Linked DNA regions of Mus musculus: region 1 is linked to region 2. The links are chromatin contacts, called in public promoter capture Hi-C maps. All regions are on one chromosome and are shown on one strand. Each heading gives the region's core, a stretch centred on a gene start, on an enhancer-like site or on the middle of the called end of the contact. The rest is flanking DNA. Distances are from core to core; before and after follow the strand shown. Region 1 holds the start of 4931415C17Rik (RIKEN cDNA 4931415C17 gene). Region 2 holds the start of Lamp1 (lysosomal-associated membrane protein 1).

Region 1 (6,294 bases), core at 1,455-3,954, 490 kb before region 2:
ACTGTTAATCACGTTGAAACAAGGCATTAGGGGTAACCTGAAACTGTGTTACTAGACCATAGTCACTTATGCTTAGTTCCAAAATAAATCACCTCTTAACTTCCTTTGAGGCAACAACTGTGTTTCTGCATCAACAATATCAATGTATTATTACGGACTGTGACACTGCACCTCAGTAAGCCAGACACTAAGACCAGAAGAGATGGTGTTGGGCAAAAGAGAACCATGTGTGTACAATTTTCTTGTAAATCTAAACCATTCTGAACTTTAGGTGCTTTTAAAATATGTACTGACACCAGGCCCTCTCCTACACAAACCCTGGTTCTTACTGGTCCGGAACAACAGCCCATGCTATCAACACTCTTAAAGGTTCCACTTCAACACTTTCAGTCTACAAGACAAGAATAAGACAAGTATAGTTAAGGGAAGATGGTTCCTTTGGTAGGCTCAAAAATAGTCTCAACTTGTACCATTTAACAAAAAACTAACTCATATCACACATAACAATAGAACAGAACCTCTCTAGGGCAAAAAGATGAAAGAAATTTTATGACTTTGGATTTGATAACAGTTCTTCACATGACAGCCAAATCATGATAATGTTAAGTGTTTTTTGTTTTGTTTTGTTTTGTTTTGTTTCCTCTTTCTTCCAGGGGAGCATTTGGGGAGTAAGGCAGCACTGCTTTCAGGAATCCATCCTTGCCTTCCACCTTGTGGAGAAAGCAGATAAAGAACACTGTACCCAGATAAATAAAGAACACTCAAAGTTATAAGGGTAAGCAACCCAGCAAGAACATATGTTACAAAGAAAACAAAATAAAATACAACCTTAGGAAGAGATCTGAATGGCCAAACAAGAAGTCATGCTCAACAGAATCAGGAAAAAGAGATGACAACAATTAGCTATGGCTACACACCTGTCAGAGCACAACAAAATATCAACAAAGTGTGTGAGGGCAGAGAACCCAGCTGACTCTGCATCCCTCAACTCCATCCACAGAGAAGACAGCATCATCTTTAATGAGCTTTACCCTGGATCTCTCTGAAAGTCCAGCGATTCACAAGACATAATCACAAATGGGGGTGGGAAAATGGGAGGATACAGGATTCTGCTTTAAAGTAGCATTTCAATCACCTGAAGGCTGTGAAACTTCTATCAAAAGGGATCTTAATGTAAAATTCAAATTTAGAAGTTCATAATGAATAACTTCAAAATCTAGCTATAACTACGAGGTTCTTTCTGGAAGGTAAAAATTTTGGACCCAATGCAATAAAAGAAAAATGATGGTATGGCGTGTTAAGCCTTAGTTATCTAATTTTGCCTATGACTGGATCACTCCCTTCAGAAAAGTAAACTATCCTCTGCACTCACACTCTCCCCAGATACTGGAACTCTAAGCTCCTCCTATCCGCCTTCTCCCTAGCCCTTTATCACCCACAAACACTGTGTATTCACCAACGTGCTAGTCACATTCCCTCCATTAGACAGGAGCATCTCTCATGGCATAATAGGGTCGAGGAAGCCTCAAAGATTTCTTACATGAACAAACTGCACAGTGAAACACTACAAGGAATAAAGCAAGAAGGGAGTTAAGTCAACGGTTTAGTAGTGACACAGTAATTCATCCTCTACGCTGACAAGTTGTTACATAGGTTGTTACAAATTATGAAAGATCAAAAGGCTCTCTCAGTTTTTAAAACTCGGTTCTTGTTTAAAGTCTTCCCTTGAAAACCTGCGCGATTTGTCTCAACATTCTAAGGCAACCCAGTCATGTCAATTACTAAAACCTTCCCTCAAGACGCGTCCCCACTCATCTCCAAAATGAGCTTCATGAAACCAGATCCTTGACATTTTCCCCACCCCCAACTACGGCGGCGACAGTACGGGTAAAGTGGGCAGGACTGCCTTGGGGGTCTGGCTTCTTAGAAGCATTATTCGCTAGCTGAACCGTCCAGGAATAAGCGAGCATCATCTAACCAGGACTCATCATCACCAGAGGCAAAGGTGACAGCAGAGTGAGAAGCACGCAGAAGCAGAGCTGCAGGCTGCCGTGCTGTCTGGACGAACCCAAAAACAAACTCGGCCGCTACAGCAGCTCCGGCCTGGGCCCCCAGGGCAGGGACAGTCCGCGAGCCGCACCCCTTTCCTTCCCGGGGGCCGGGGAGAACAGCACCCGGCCGGCGGGGGTCATGGCGCTCAGTCTCCACAGCCCTGAACCCCGGGACGCGTACCTTCGCTCCGGCCCAGGATCCGGCAGCACAGGTTCTGCAGCAGAACGTTGGGCGACTTCTGATCCGGAGTCGCCATTACCGCGCCCGGACTGCGCACTGCAGCCTCCCCGCGCCCCAGGATCCCGCGCCCTAACTACGGCGCCGCCATATTCGCGGAAGCGGCAAAAGCGCGCGCCTCCCATAATGCACCGCTTCCCGCGCGAGACGCGCGTGCGCTCTCCCGGCTTCTGCACTTGGCAGCTTCTCCGCGCTGGAAAAGTCGTTGCTGGGCGACGCTCGCAGCAACGCGTTCCTAGGATGCCCGTACGCGTCCGCAGCTTGCGGTCTGGGCGCTGCTTGTGAACAGCACTGGATGCGGAGTCCGAGTGCGCTTGAGCCACACAGGGACAGGGGCGCCGGACTACTACGCAGGGCTCTCGTAAGTGAGTTCTCAGAGGTCTGGAACCTCTGCCCCTTGACGTCACCAGGAGGTAGTCCTGGAAACGGGGATACTGAGATGGAGAGGCTTGAGCGCTGCCGCAAAGGAAAAATCAGACGCAGACACGAGAAATTCTGTGCTGTCTGGGACGCAGGAGGAGGAGAGTCCTCGTCACTGGGAGCCCAGCTCCGCCGCTCCTGCCCGGATGCTCGGTGGTCCGCAGAAAGCTCCCTTCTTAGTCGCTGACTCAGGACTATGATAGCAGTGGCACTCAGAGGTGGCTTAATGGAGAGCATACCTTTATTCGTCTTTTGCTCGCAGATCTCTTAGCCACCCTTCCCTGCCCGCTCTGTGATGTACAGAATGCGGACACACTCACTCCCTGTACAAATGGTACCTGCTGGAGCTCAGCCAGTTGAAGCCAACGATAGAAACTGCAAGAGGAGACTCTCGGCTTCAGCCTGGAATTTGACTACGACTCTAACAAGCCGAGACTCTCAACACTCAGCTCTCAGCCCATTCTTAGCTCCAGCCTATTTTGTACCACCCACACAGATGATGCTCCATCAGAAGGTCTAGAATAAGGCCATAGTGAATAACTATCAGTCATTCCTGGTGTTTCTTCCACCCCGGGGCCAGTAGCTAACCTTCAGGTGATCCACTTTTCTGTTTCCATCATCCATGTAGTCAGAGCTCAGTCCTCAGTCCCTGTAGCCTCTGTTTTGTTGAGTGGTCCTAGCACTGCCCTTTGGTAATAGGAGTGATCCCAGCAAGAAGTCTTAAGGTGGCTTTCTGGACTGAGCACTCACACATTTAATTGCAGATGTATTGACAGTTATTTGAGGGTGGCCAATGAGCCAGGAAAAGCCAGAGCGGTTTGCTTTTCTGTGTGGCTACTTGAAGTGAAATGTCAGCAGATAGATGAAAACACTTAGAAAGTAGCTGCTCCAGCACAGTCTTGACAACAGGAGCTGATGTCACCAAGTCAGGTGACTCGAGTTCCCCAGAACCCACAGAGCAGGAGAAAAGCAACTACCTCAGTTGGTCCACTCACCTCCACCATACAAAATGAAGTCAGTCAAGTTAGGACATTGTAAATCAACTAAGCCAGTGACCAAAAAATGCTAAAAAAAAAAAAAAAAAAAAAAAAAAAAAAAAAACAGGCTTGATGACACAATGCCTTTAATCCTAGCACTTGGAAGAGGCAAGTGGTCTCCAAGGAAAGTCTGATCTATATATTGAGTTCATAGACAGCCAGAGCTATAAAACAGAGAAACCCTGCCTCAAAAATAATCACACTCACACATACGTATGTGCATACATACATACATACATACATACATAAATGGGTTAGGAAGATGGGTTAGTGGTTAAGAGCACTAGCTGCTCTTCCAGAGGACCTGGGTTCAGGTCCCTGTACCCACATGGTGGCTCACCACCATCTTACCATCTTGTAACTCTAGGTTTTTTTGTTGTTGTTTTGTTTTTTGGGTTTTTTGAGACAGGGTTTCTCTGTATAGCCCTGGCTGTCCTGGAACTCACTCTGTAGACCAGGCTGGCCTCGAACTCAGAAATCTGCCTGCCTCTGCCTCCCGAGTGCTGGGATTAAAGGCATGTGCCACCACACCTGGCTGTAACTCTAGTTTTATCTGTTGCCTTCTAACTACCTCAGGCCCCAGGCACACACACGGTGCACTTACATACATGCAGGCAAAACACACATAAAATAAGTGATTAGATCTTTATATATGTGTTGTGAATATATAGAAAGCACTAGCAGCCCTCTTGGCTGGCTGTTTCAGCCCATCTCAAAACCCAGTCAGTTGAGTGGGTCAGTGTTTCCCAGCAGTCAGATTTGGCCCACAGTAAGCAGACTGAATAAGGGACATGTGGTTCAAAGCTATTCCAGAGAAGAAAGACTTGTTGGGAGACTACAAATGTTTCCGTCCACAGTCAGGAGGACTTTCCCAGAATACTCTGTGCTATCGGCACCCTCTTGTTGGTTGGCATGGCTGGGTTCAGCCTCACTGTGGGAGCATCTCTGGATGTTGTGAACCCTTAAATTAGTCAGCTTTCCACTGCTCTGATAAAATACATGAAAGAAATAATTTTAAAAGAGGAGAGATTTGTTTTGACTCATGGTTTCAGCCCAAGGTTGCTCAGCCCAGTTGTTCTGAGTCTGGAACGCAGTACGTGATAGGAGAGAGCTGTTCCCTTCCTGATGCTCAGAAAGCAAAGTAGGAGAGAAGGAGGGGGGCACACCAACAGTGACTGACTTCTTCTACCAGGCTCCACACCCTAACCCCACTAAGCTATTGAACCCCATTGGTGAGTATCTTATTTTCTTCATTGCTATGATGAAATGCCCTGACTGTACCAATGTATGGGGGAAAGAGTTATGTATTTATGTATTTATTTATTTAGACTCAGTTCGATGGTACAGTCCATTGTGATCAGAGGTCCTTGTGGCAGGAACTTGAAGCACCTGGTCACATCAACAGGAAGCAAAAATGTGAATGTCTATGCTCAGTTAGCTTTCTCCTTGATTGCACTGTAGGACTCAAGCCGAGAGAATGGTACCATCCGCTTTGGGGGTGACTCTTCCCACTTTAGCTATCCCAATAAAATACATGATGTATCACAGGCATGCCCAGAGGCTTGTCTCCCAGGTGACTGTCAATCCTGTCAAGATGACAATCAATGTTAATTAACTTCACATCCATTTACTGAATCCTAGCCTTTACACCTGATTCTAAACATTGCTGCATTGGACACCAGGCCTTCAACAAGCGACCTCTGGCAGGACATTTAAGATCTGAACCATGACAGAGGTCTTTGAATAACTAACTTAGAGTCAAGCTTCATTCATCCCACTGAAAACCTGAATAAAAAGAGCACAAAAGGGGGCTGGAGATATGGCTCAGTGGTTAAGAGCACTGACTGCTCTTCCAGAGGTCCTGAGTTCAAATCCCAGCAACCACATGGTGGCTCACAACCATCTGTAATGAGATCTTATGCCCTCTTCTGCTGTGTCTGAAGATAGCTACAGTGTACTTACATATAATAATAAATAAATAAATCTTTTTTTAAAAAAAAAAGAGCAAAAAAGGCTGACCTAAGCAAGATGGCTTTTACAGAGACCATCTACTCAGCAGACTCAGCCCTGTTAGTCCCACATGGTAGAGACAGTACCTTAAAGTCTCATGCACCCCATAAAATGCTGACTGGCAAGAAAACTAGGACCTCAGCAGGACACTAGACTCAAGGGAGACATAAGACTCATTTGACTGTGTTCCTAGCCCACTCAAGGGTCTGTCAATGCAGAATGAAGTCCCTCCAGGCTCTGCCTCAGTCAAGACATGTAAGTTCACATAAGCTGAGCAGACATAGGGAAGACCCGAGAAGCCAGGTATAAAAGTCAGGTGAGAGTATAAGATGAGTGGAAAGAGTAGTCACCCAACACAAGGCAGTTTTCTGGACACAGTTTGAGTCCAGAAAAAAATAAGTGCAAACTTGCAAACATATGGAGAAATAATAGCAGGGGCAGTAGGGGTGGGGGGCTCAGGCCAAAGGCACAGAAATGGGCACTGAGGGCAGAACCATGGGAGAAAGGTACACTTCAGGTAAGCATACCGGTCCTCACA
Region 2 (6,516 bases), core at 2,878-5,377:
CTACACCAGCTTTGATGTGTAAGTTTCAAGGTTTGGATTTGGTCTTCTTGCTTGCATACGCACCCTTACCCACTGAACCATCCTCCAAGCCCAGTTTTGTTTGCTGGGTCCTGAGGGTCAAGGAACCCAGAGTCTCATACATTCCAGGCGAATGAACTACCCGAGCCATATCCTGCCTCTATCCGGTGGATTTATTAAGTTAAAAGAAAAATTTAGAAGGCATTTTCCCCATCCCACCCCAACTGCTGAGTCAGGAAGATCCTGTTCTTTGGATGAAGAGTCACGGGTCACTGTAGGGTTGGTTTCCTTTTTGTATGAAGCAGGAACACACCTCGGGCCAGGCTGACACCAACTGTGCAGCCTTCATAACAAATCCAGAGATTACAAGATCCTCACTGAAGAATGTGCTCCCTCCTCATACCCTGATGAGGCCCGATGTGAGCAAGGCTCCAATGGCACAGCTTCGTTCTTCAGTGCCTGGAAACCTAGCACCCTTCGAAATCCCCCTCGCTGCTCCTTCTGGTTAAAATCCTGAATACAAATGGAGAAGTGGCTTCCTGTGAATTTCACTTCCCGTTCTGTGTCTCCCATCACGCGGAATGGACTTCAAACGACATGCTAGCAAGAACTGCCCCTAGTGTTTATTTGTTGGTTTATTTATTTATTGGTTTGTTAGTTCTGAAGCAGGCTCTTACTATGTAGTTCTGGCTATCCTAGAACTCAACTATGTAGATCAGGTTGACCTCAAACCCACAGGTCCTCCTGCCTCTGCTTCTGCCTCTGCTGGAATTAAAGGTGTGTGCCACTACACCTGGCAGAACTGCCCCTAGTAAGCGCCACCTGTGACCCCCTGGCACAGCGTGTCCAGGAATATATGCAAAGGCCACAGGGTGTGAGTCTGTGTAACTTCCCAGCCTGTAAATGCCCTCCAAGTGGTGGTCTTTGTTTTTTGAATCTGCTTTCTAAGAAGGAAAGTTTTGGATCTTCCTTGTGAGAAGACGCCTTTCTCTTTCATTTTTGTAATAACTTTTTTATGTGCATTGGTGTTTGGCCTGCATGTATGTCTGTGTGAGGAAGTCAGATCCACTGGAGCTCTGAGTTTCAGACAGTTGTGAGCTGCCATGTGGGTCCTGGGATTTGAACCCAGGTCCTTTAGAAGAGAAGCTAATCATCTTAACTGCTGAGCCACCTTTCCAGCCCAAAATTCTGTCCTCATAACCTTAGAAAACAAACTAATGAGGTATAAATACAAAGGAGATCAGTAAAACCTGACCATTGTCAGAGGCTAAATAACAGCATCTGACTCTTGGAGCAGGCAGCGGGTGAGCAACCTCATGAACAGTACCTCCTGGAGAGAGACTCAAACACATCAGGACACATGAGAAGGGTCTGGAGACAGGGCTCAGCATCTAAGAAGGAATACTGCTTTAGCTGAGGACTTGGGTTCCCTTCATAGCACCACACTGTATGGCTCAAAATAGCCTTTAACTCCAGCTCGGGGGAGGGGACCTGATACCTCTGGCCCTGTGGGCACCCACATACAAGTGGTACACAGACACACATGCAGGCAAGACACCCGTACATATAAAATACTAAAGCTTCAAAGAGAAAAGCAATATAAACTCACTGTAGTGCTTTAACAAAATTCCTTATTCTCTGAAAACACGTTTGCTAAGCCTCTCGCCTCTATGCCCTGTTCTTCTGTCAGTGTCACTGAAGTCAGTGTCACGTTGGGTGAGGACTCAACTTGTACACACCAGACTGTCCACATGTGCTATAAACAGAAAAATGATGGGTTGGCAGGCCTCAGCGCAACTTACAGGCTCGCCAAGAAGGATACAGAAGAAAGTAGGCCAAGCCCCAAATGTGGAACAACCAGGAATAAAACTGGAGACACAGACTCCACCAGTGAGGACCAGGCAGGGCCAGCTCCTCCTCCCGTGCTCATCGAGCACTGCCCCTGCATTCATGGGGCCATGTTCTACCTCGAATGTTCTCTGGCCAATATCTACATCTTAGCTGCAGGAGTACTGGAGATGCTTCAGGAGTTCTGTCCGTCACCAATAGTGGCAAAATTAAAAGGCACTTGGGGCCGGAAAGCACAACTCAGTAGGAGGCTCTTGTTTCTGTTCAAAAAATTAATTGGAAGGGTTTTTTATATCAGAATGTTTAGGAGAAACAAACATCTTAGAAGTCCTCGGATTGTGCCCAAAATTAGTTCTCTAATTCAGAGAACACTCCAAAGCCAGAAACTGTGTACTGACAACATTGCTACAGGACTGCTGATAGACAGCGTCACAAGGAAGCCATCCCAGCATTCTCTTTGCTTCCTGTTGTGGATCAAAATGCACCCTCTCAGCTGCTTCCCTACCACCATGCTCCCCACAGGGATGACAATGGACTCCTAACTCTCTGGCCCCAGATGAGTCCTCTCTAAGCTGCCTAGATCATAGAGTTTTATCACATCAATGGAGAAGTAAGCAGAGTCTTGTGATTGCAAGCTTGTGCCCCCATACCTCCTTCTAATTTTCTGCCTTGCTCCTCCACTCCCTGTTTTTGACAGTCTGTAACCCTGGCTGGCTTAGAACGCAGAGGTCCACCTGCCTCTGCCTCCCAAGTCCTGGATTAAAGGGATGCACACCCACACCGTTATATCCATCTTAAAAAGACCCCCCTCCTTTAGAAAGTGATCTTTGACCCATTTCTCCCAGTTTCTTTTTAAAATTTCACTTTATTTTGTGCATGAGAGTTTTGCTTGAATATAGGGTAGGCCTGTGCATCATAGGCAGGTGTGGTGTGCCCTCAGAAGTCAGGAGAGGGCATCAGGCTCCCCGGAACTGGATAGTTGTGAACCATGTGAGTGATGGGACTGGAACCAAGGTCCTACACAAATGAGCCATCTCTCCAACCACTCTTATTCTCCGGTCACAGAATAAACTAGTCCACTACATAAACAGCTTTTAAGTTTTGTTACTGGGTCTACAATTCTGAGGAGGAAGAACTCAGCTTGAATGAAAAATCTGTTAACAGGAGGAATCCTCAAGCTAAAACTTGAGGACTTCAAGGTAGATCTGGTGGTCTCCGGCCTTTAGTCCCAGCACTCTGAAGGCAGAGGCAGGCTGATCTCTTGAGTCTGAGGCCAACCTGTCTAAGTAATGAGTTCTAGGATTGCCAGGGTTATATAGAGAGACCCTGTCTCCAAAACAATATAATAACATAAAAGCTCAGATTATTCATGCCATGGTGGCACACACCTGTAATCTCTGCGCTCCTGACAGGATGATTGCCCAGAGTGTGGGGCCAGCCTGGTCCATGCGAGTTCCAGGTCAACCTGGGCTTTAGGGTGACGCCATGTCCCCAAACATCAAACCAATCCTCGAGTTTTGAGTGTGACATTCACAAAAGAGGAAAATACTTTAGTATTGAACTCTTCATGGAAATAGTCATCTCAGGTAAGATGACCATCCACATGCCCTTAAGCAGCCAGGAATGGTCAAGAACACTGCGCCCACACACATCATCTGAGCACTCAGGAAGCAGAGGCGGGCTGATCTCTGAGTTTGAGGCCGGCTAAAGATATATTCTGAAATCCTATCTCTTAAAAAGTATCTTTTCCACATCTCCCACCATCTACGTATCCTAAAGGACTGTCCTCTGCCTGGATCACCGAATGGGACACATTCGGGGCTGACCCTAGACACTAGTATGTGAGCCTGAAAGTGGAGGTCAGCCTGGGCCTGGGGCACGGGTCTAGATGGGAATACCCACCTCGAAATGGATATGCACACTGTCCTGGGATGTAAACACTGGTATTGACCTAGACATGGCTCTCAACCAAGACTACCACTGGGCTGCAGGCCTTCAGGGGCTTGGACCTGAACTGTGGCATGTAGCTGGCCTACGGGGCTCAGTCCAGCCTTCATGGCTTCCTGTTTCCATCTTCACTTTCTCCGACAGCGTTTCTCCTTCCCTTACTCAAAGCCACAACCTACTTTCCATTTCGGGACACTCGGGAGAAAGGCCGTGGGGGGGGGGGGGGGAAGGGGGTGGGGAGAGGGCAAGATATCACGTGGTCCAGCGCCCACGTGATGCCGACTGGCACGTGACCACATCACGTGCGGAACGGAGCCTCCCGAAGAAGTGAGGAGTAAGCTGGCGGTCCACGGGCTCTCGCGAGACCCTCGGCTCACGTGACCGGCGGGCGCGGCACTGCTCACGTGACAGGCGCTGCCGGCCGCAGGGTCCTCTCCGTGCCGGCGCCGCAGCTGCGGGGCCTCTCGAGTCGGTGGACGCGCCCTCCCGCCGGCCTCGCCGCCCGCGCAACCGCCGTCCTCCGGCCTCGGCTGCGTCGCGCCATGGCGGCCCCCGGCGCCCGGCGGCCGCTGCTCCTGCTGCTGCTGGGTGAGCCCGAGAGGGAGGGAGAGAGAAGGAGGGCCGGGCGGGGTCGGTGTCTCGGGACGGACGGGAACAGAGCGGCAGGCCGGGCGGGGACGGGGCGCCCGGAGCCGCGGGCGTCAAGAAGGCCTCGAGCCGGCCCGCCCGCTCCGCAGTGGCGCTCGCCGCCTGGGAGCCCGTGCGGGCCTAAGGACGTAGGTGCGGGTTGGGAGCCCAGTCTGAGCCGCTCTGGAAGGAGCTGGGCTGGAGTTCCTGCCAGGCAGTGCTGCTGGCTCTGAGCTGCCTTGTGAGAGGACTGGGTGCTGCCTCGGACCCTGCCTGGGGTGCCGGGTGCCCTTCCTCGCCGCTGTATCCCGGCAACGCGGAGCGTTTCGCTGCGGTGCCAGCATCTTCAGGACGGGAGAGAGGTGGCTGGCCAAATCTCCTGGGCACAGAGGCTCACACCCCCAAATTCTGTGACTGTGACTTTATGGAATTCGTTTACCCTTTCTTTTATTTTGCTACTTGTGTGAACTCTCTGGTCCGTGAGAGGTGCGCTTACTCGGCGGTCTTAACCCAGAAGCCTTGCTAAGGGGACCTGTGACCCTTCACGGTTCAGGAGTTGTAGCTAATATACGAGTTGCCGAAACAAGTTCTGTTGTGTCAGAATGGCTTGGTAACTAGCTGGAGTTCAATCTCCAGCACAGCCAAAAACGACTTAAACCCTTAGACTGTTTTATACTTTTAAAATGGGGGGAGGGGTGTCTCACCACCACGCTGGCCTGAAACTCACAGGTTCAGGTTCTCGTAGTCTCTGCTTCCTAAATGCTGATTGGGATAAAATCCAAAGGACAGCCAGGTTAGGCCTCTTCATGTTTTTCAAACTACCTTGTGGCTTGCATAGTGGTTTATACCTTTAATCCTGAGCTAGTGTCAGGACGATCTCTTTAACAAGCCATTCTGGTCTATATAATGAGTTCTAAGACAGCCAGGACCGGAGACCCTGTTGCAAAAATGAAATAAATAAACGAATGAATGAATAAACTAAACTAATCAGTGGTGGCTCACACTTGTTAGACCGTGGAGGCTGAGGCAGGGGAATTTTAAGGTTGGGTCAGCCTGAGTTTGTAATCTAAGCACTTAGCAGGCTTATGTGGGAGACTTTCTGTGAATCGGAGGCCAACCTGGGCTACAAAGTGAGACACTGTTTCAAAGCAAAATCTAAGTGGAGAGGGAAAGTCTGTGACCCTGATTGAGTGCCCCTGTGCCATAAATTGTCCCAGCTTTCACAAAGGGACTTTAACAACTTAGACAGGATCTTGGTTGTGTGACTTCAAAAATAATTTTATCTTAAAAAAAAACCTCTGTAACGATGGGATTGTTAATTGTTCCTACATTAATTGCTATCACCTCCAAGCTGCTTAAGTGCTTAATAGACAACAGACTAGTGTGAACTGAAACTAGTATGTAGGATTGCTTAATGGAACTGTTCGGTTGTTAGGGCTAACCCTATGACCTTCCCCTTTCTGGATGAGCCTGGTCAGTCTAGAAGTATGAGAAGTCTAATTAAAGTTATCCTGGATTGTGGGACCTTGAATTCTTCACTAGATTGGTGGTCCAGCGGTTCAGTAGTCTTGTAATTTTGAGTTCATATTCTGTTAGACCCAACTTAGATATTGTTATCTTGACCTGGCCCTTTTTTGTTTTGCTTTGTTTTTGTTTGTTTGTTTGTTTGTTTTAGTGTATATGAGTACACTGTAGCTGTCTTCAGACAGACCTCTGGACATTGTATCCCATTACAGATGGTTGTGAGTCACCATATAGTTGCTGGTGATTGAGTTCAGAAATTCTGGAAGAGCAGTCAGTGCTCCTAACTCCCAAGCCATCTCTGCAGCCCAACCTGGCCTTTTGTGGACACATAAACTGTGGCACCTGTCCTGGAGTGGCCTGTCTCCTCTGCTCTCTTTCGAGCCCCCAGTCCTGACATATGGGATTGCATGGTGCTTTCATAAAGTGCCAGGTTTACAGCAGTAGTCCTGAACTGGATTTTTCTAGAAGAAGAAACACTTGTCACTTTTCTCCCACAACATTCTACATAGCTTGCCCCAGCCTTATGGAAGGTAGGTAGCCAGCAGGGAGAGA

The links. Promoter capture Hi-C pulls out the DNA fragments that hold promoters and counts their contacts.
Region 1: a contact with region 2 is called in a promoter capture Hi-C map of liver. The contact joins the promoter of 4931415C17Rik here to the promoter of Lamp1 in region 2. A contact is called at or near these places in 8 of 39 promoter capture datasets (the C10 cell line, cranial neural crest, frontonasal cranial neural crest and 5 more), 3 of 484 Hi-C or Micro-C datasets (CD4 T cells, LSK cells and embryonic stem cells), 1 of 115 datasets of contacts at active chromatin or transcription factors (pro-B cells) and 1 of 9 other capture datasets (liver).

What each region holds. Positions count from the first base shown.
Region 1 is chr8:12,669,723-12,676,016 of GRCm38.p6, forward strand. It overlaps 4931415C17Rik (RIKEN cDNA 4931415C17 gene), which reads left to right and starts at 2,705. Exons shown (of 2, transcript NR_166502.1): 1 at 2,705-3,303. Tubgcp3 (tubulin, gamma complex associated protein 3) reads right to left here and starts at 2,378. Exons shown (of 22, transcript NM_198031.1): 1 at 2,233-2,378. The coding sequence starts at 2,308.
Region 2 is chr8:13,155,034-13,161,549 of GRCm38.p6, forward strand. Lamp1 (lysosomal-associated membrane protein 1) reads left to right here and starts at 4,128. Exons shown (of 9, transcript NM_010684.3): 1 at 4,128-4,401. The coding sequence starts at 4,356.